2 separate regions of the Zea mays genome follow, and region 1 is linked to region 2. Evidence: chromatin contacts called from public Hi-C data. All regions are on one chromosome and are shown on one strand. Each heading gives the region's core, a stretch centred on a gene start, on an enhancer-like site or on the middle of the called end of the contact. The rest is flanking DNA. Distances are from core to core; before and after follow the strand shown.

Evidence for each region. A called contact is a pair of places that touch in the nucleus more often than the background predicts.
Region 1: a Hi-C map of endosperm shows a contact between it and region 2, with 6 times the contacts expected there. The contact joins two enhancer-like sites. A contact is called at or near these places in 5 of 25 Hi-C or Micro-C datasets (ear, endosperm, leaf and 1 more).

Annotation. Positions count from the first base shown.
Region 1 is chr5:112,836,179-112,839,060 of Zm-B73-REFERENCE-NAM-5.0, reverse strand. It overlaps a transcript of LOC100280217 not described here. Among protein-coding and RNA genes, the nearest start is that of LOC100280217, 54 kb to the left of the region's middle. Within about 2 kb of position 1,525, at least 7 of the 20 cell types and tissues checked have an H3K27ac peak or open chromatin away from gene starts, as enhancers often do. A contact at or near this core is called in endosperm and tassel, where this site is marked.
Region 2 is chr5:112,759,009-112,761,870 of Zm-B73-REFERENCE-NAM-5.0, reverse strand. No RefSeq gene overlaps it. Among protein-coding and RNA genes, the nearest start is that of LOC100280217, 130 kb to the left of the region's middle. Within about 2 kb of position 1,355, at least 20 of the 20 cell types and tissues checked have an H3K27ac peak or open chromatin away from gene starts, as enhancers often do. A contact at or near this core is called in endosperm and tassel, where this site is marked.

The DNA of each region.
Region 1 (2,882 bases), core at 276-2,775, 77 kb before region 2:
TTACACTACTTGTTCCACCTTCAGCATTTTTTTTTTATTTTCAGTTGTGTTACCTGCATCTGTCATATGTAGCTCGTCTGACATTTTACCAAAGTAGTCTGACCGTAAGGAAATGACTTGAGCCCGTAGCTAGTGTGATATCCTACACTGAAGGACATATCTGTAATATATGCTCATGTAATAACAGGTGTAATAATAATAACTGCCGCCCATGTACTCTAGGTCTTATTTGGAAGGTGTGTGCAGCAAATGAACAGTTCAAGTGCAATCCATTAAAGCAGGTCGTTTGGATATTAGCATTGTTATTCCTCTTTAGGCCTTATTTGGTTAGGAGTAGATTCTCCAATAGCGTCTTAAGCGTTGGTTTTATTTGCTGGCATCGGTTTGGATTGGTGGTTCGTTGCCTCCTGTGATCTAAACCTACTGATACCTTTAGCAGTAAGAAAAAAAGAGAAAATAGCATTTAGCTTGGGAAGGCTCTTTTTTTGGTCTCTTTTCGTACTAGTTCTATCCAGCTATGAGCGAAAGTAGTCACTTTCTTTAATCGCCGAGTTGCCTGAATCTTCTCTCTCGGTTATTCTGTGGAGTGATCTCTCTCTTAAATTTCCATAAGGATAAGGAGAAGAAGACGGTTCGAAACCCGTGCTTAAATCCTACTCAAGGCCTTCTATGGGCTGCGAGCAATTAATAAGTAGAGACAGGATGAGGAGAAATGACGTATATACGCCCGGCCTGGGTCAAAGATGATCGAAGTAGATTAAAAATCCTGTCTAATCTAAATCGAATAGAAATGGATTTATTCTCCTTCAATCTCTGTACAATTGAACAAGACTTATTTGGTTAGAAGTGGATTAGAAGGGATTCAATCCCCTTTAGTTCTCTTCAATCTCATCCTATAACCGAATAGACTCTAAGGCTTTATTTGGTTGCATGGAGATTAGAGAGAATTGAGGGGGTTAAATCACCTTCTATTCAATTTTGAACATCAAGAGATTTAGGACCTGTTTGGATCCTCTTAACTTATTATTTGCTAGTGGCTAATAATTAGCCGTCAAATAATTAGTTAGCAAAAATTAACTAGGGTATGTTTGTAGCCTTGGCTATCTTTGTACGATCTATTAGTTCCTATTAGCAACGTTAACTGGTTATGGGCAAACTATTTACTGGTTCTTCGACTAACAATTAGCCAATTTATTAGTCAGCCTATTTGGAGGTGAAGGTGCTAAAATTAGCCGGCAAACTATTTGCCACAAGGATCTAAACAGACCCTTAATCCTCTCCAATGCCCTCAATCCACCCATATAATCAAACAAGCTTTAAAAAAATTAAATTTATTTTTATTTAATTTTAACTAGTAAGAGATTTTATCACTTAATGTCTCCAATGCATTCTTAACCGAACAAATGTCAGCTGCAGAATAAAACAAGGCTAAAAAGATTTTTTTGACTGTCAAGACTATTCACCAGGGAACAGGCAAGTGTTAAACAAACTATGAAACCATTTACAGCCGATATTTCGGCCATACTGTGAGTGTGAGCACTGCCTTCCAGATGCGACTTGAAGGTTTCCTCTTTCCCTTGCGCTCGGGACAAAAACCCTGCTTCTCTTTACTGACAAAAACAAGTGTAGGTTGTTTGTTGGACACTCGTATAGAGCAAAATTCTCATGACGGATATTGACTTCAATTCAAGGGGATAGCCTCACCATGACACTATTAGGTTTTGTGCAATAGACCACTTGAAAATTTATTTGGCGTCAAGCGTTGGCTTAAGAACACTGGCACGGACGATTCAGCTCTGGGTGGGAAGCAACGACACAAAAGGCTGGAAAAAAAAGTAATACTGGCATTCCAATGGCAACCTCTGGAAAGAGACGGAATTGGACAAATTTTTTAGAACTGCTTATGGACAGCACAAGGTCGATTGGAGGTAAGGAGAAAGACGGGGTAAGCCTCTTCAGAGTTAGCCCCAATCTTTAATGTGTTTAAAATTTATTTCCCTTCTTAACTGAAAGGCAAGCTTTTGCCATTTTTTTTTCTAAACCATCGACGGTGATCTGTAGATGTTTCTCACGTGGGATTATTAGAGAGGAGCAAGAAGCCAAGAACAGACAGGGTACTGTAACAACAAAACAGACACTTTCTATATGTTTTCAAGTCACCTGTCTACTGTCATCATAACAGGACAGGATTGATGCCCACTTGGCTGGCTGCTCTGCTCTGCTTGACAGCACATTTTAGTGCGTGTTGGTAACTGCATTGGCAGGCTTTTTTCTCGCATGACATAACCTGAAGTCAGAACCGACTCAAGTAGTCACTCAATTTCCTCATGCATGGGCATGGCATTGGCATCACATCTCCTCCTCAGTTCTCACAGGCGAACTCTTAGGATAGGCTTTATCTTTGCATTTGTTTCGTTGTGGCAGAGTCCATTCTTTTGAGGTAGTAGAGCACCTGAAGTGGTCCCTGTTCACTATGTAACAGGCTAACAACATCCCTTTTCAATGCATCGTCTATTGGCATGTCAAGAGCGCAGGTATTCAGATAAAGCTAGCAGTTAGTGGACAGATCCACGGAGATGTGCCAGATGGCTGGGAAACACTATGGTCTGAGGCTTGTGGAGTCAGCCATCAGGTTCAGGTTGGCGTCAGTGTACTGCTTGGCTGTTTCTTCTTCTCCCACATGATTTCAGTGCGGTGGCTGATGGCTCCATGCCTCCATGATGCGCGTGCTCAGAGGCAAAGATTTTCTCCCTGTTTGCTATGTAAGAATCCTGACCTCAAGGCGGCTTTGGCTTTGTGTGCCGCCATGGCACGTCCATCCGATGGTTCTCGTGGCGATGGTGACACAGAGGCTATGGGTTTGCCATTCTCTTCATCTCTTT
Region 2 (2,862 bases), core at 106-2,605:
GTATGGTAAATATTCATATCAAGCTAACGCGACTTGAACGGACCAAATCAGAATTAGAACGAAGAAGTTATGGATTTCCGGAGTTTTAAATGTTGGATTAAAAGAAACTAAGTGTATAACTTCTAATATATGTTTATAACAACACAAGGTTACTAGATGATAAACAATATTATTATGAATTCAACGCAACTGGAATGGATCAAAAATGAATTAAAATAATTTTTCTATGAATTAAACAATATTCTAGAATTATTTCTATATTGGAAACCATTTTCTAAATTGTTTTATTCATTTTAGGTGCTCACTGGGCTGCTGGCATAAATACCAGTAAACACAGGGTTTAGTTCACAAATTTCTGGGTCCAGGTGCAATTACTTTACCACAGGTGTGGACGGTAGGTTGAATGTATGAAAACCCAGGGTCTCTTTTGCAAGACACACTGGTCAAAGGGGTATCAGACGATCCTAGCCGTCCGATCGGTGGCACAAGGTCAGGATTAGGTTCCATATAACTCTAACTGGTAAGCAACCGGAACCGTCCAATTTCAAATCGAGGGCTACGATCGCATCGACCGAACGAGTTCCTTATCTTTAATCCTAACCACTCAATGCATTTCCCAACGGTTACGATCTATTCCCGAACCGGTATCTCGTTGATTGGATCACAAACGTTGAATAGGATCCAACGGTCATCTGCAACCCTAGTACGCTTGCACCACACCGGACGCGAACAGCGGCGGCGCCAGCCACCCTACGGTGGTGCCATTACCGGTGCACGGCCGCCTGCCGATCTGAGCACAAATCCTCAAATCCAAGGGACGGTAGACGGAGCAGAGATGAAGGCGAGCCATACAGAGGCGTTCTCACCGTCGATGGTGACGAGGATGAGGTTGTCGACGCGGTACGACAGAACAGCGGCGACGGAGGCGTGCTGATGAGAAATTCCCTTCCCCTTGCCCACCGATTTGGCCAGCTGAGACCACTGATATCAACCCCACGGCCTGGTGAAGCACCCAGGCGACCGTCGTGACCCGAGCGCCTGTGCAGACGAAGATCCCCAGCAGCGGCACCGGCGGCACCCAATCCTTGTCCACAGCAAGGATGCACAAAGTTTTGCCCGATCCACGCGGTTGTAGCCAAGAAGGGAAGGCAGTGCATTGTTTTATAATCGGGCGAAGCCCGATTCCGAGGTCAGAGGGATCCCAGCACCTGCCTCCCACCCATATCGGCGAGCAGCGCGGGATTTGTTACCATCCTGAGCTTGAGGAGAACACTGACAAACATGACCCACACGACAGTGATAGTAGGAGCGCGTGGATGGGGAACCGCGGATGACGAGGCGGGCCCATCAGTTACTGGCGCGGAGGTGGCCACAGGGCTGGCACGATGATGGTCTGTCATGGGCGTGATGAGGCAGACAGGCCGGTCTCGCTTGTCGGCGTGGAGTTGACGCGCGTGCGTGGGCCACCAGATGAGAAGATTGGGCAGGTAGGGGAAATTTGGCCCATTCGGCCATTTTCACTTTTTTCAGTTTTCTATTTCTTTCAAGTTTGAATATGGTTTAAATTAAGTTTTAAATCTGGGTTTCCAGTTTTCTAATTCCTAATAAATGCACAGTCAAAACTTCAACATGAATGCATGAATATACTTTTATTAATCTATTTATTATTTTATTTATGAAAATGATTTTAAATATTGTATTTTTTATGAAAGTAATTTCTAATATATAACTTATGTTAATTTAGACACTTCAAGGAAGTATTTATAAATACATTACTCATATAAGGGTTTTTATATAGTCTCCTAAAAGAACGTTTATTTAAAGAAAATATGCCTCTTTTAATAAGATACATAATTAAAATGACTCCTTTATTATTTCTCAACTGACTAGGGTTTTAGGAGCTAGATTCCGGGGTTTACATATGTGAAGACGTTGCGACACATCTGGTCCTCGAGAATCTTTTTGGTGAGACAGGAGAATGTTGAGCTGGCGTTTTTGAGCCCTTCGGGCATCCGCATGAAGCAGTACGTGCCAAAGGGTGTAATGAAACTTGTGCTAGCCTTGTCTTCTTTTTTCTTGTAGATTTGATGGTAACCTGAGAAGGAATCTAGAAGAGACATGACTTCGCAGCCAGCTGCAGAATCGACGATCTTGTCGATTCGTGGTAGAGGAAAGTTGTCCTTGGGCATGCTTTGTTGAGGCTAGTGAAATCAATGCACATTCGCCATTTCCCGTTTTTCTTCTAATCCATGACAACGTTGGCGAGCTAGGTGGGGTAAGCTATTGTCTCGATAAACTTTGCTTCCAATAAACGGTGCACCTTGGTCTTTGCTGCTTCTGTTTTTTCATCGGACATTTTCCTTAACCGCTGCTTCCTTGGGTGCACCGAGGGGTCGATGCCCTGGCTATGTTCTATGATGGTGCGGCTGACCCCAACTAGATCAAGAGCGAACTAGGCAAAGACGTCCTTGTTGCGGTTGAGACAGGAGAGAAGTCTTTCTTCTTCATTTGTTGAAAGGTCTTCGCTGATCAAGACGATTTGCTTGGGGGTTGTGGGATCAAGGGTGACCGTCTTGGTTCCCTCGTTGCTCTGCAGTTGGATGTTGACTTTTTTGTTTTTAGCTGGGCGAGGATTGTTGTTGTCTTCATGCTCTGCTATTAGGCAGTGAACATTGCGCTATCCTGGGACGAAGTCTCTTTCTATATTCTGTGTTGCTTGATGGTCTCCATACACTATGGTCACGCCTCAAACTTATTGATGGATCCATGCCCCATTATGGCGTTGTAAGGATAGACCATGTCGACGATGTCGAAGGTGACTTGTTCGCTTCGTGCATTGGGTGCCGCGCTGAAGGATAGCGG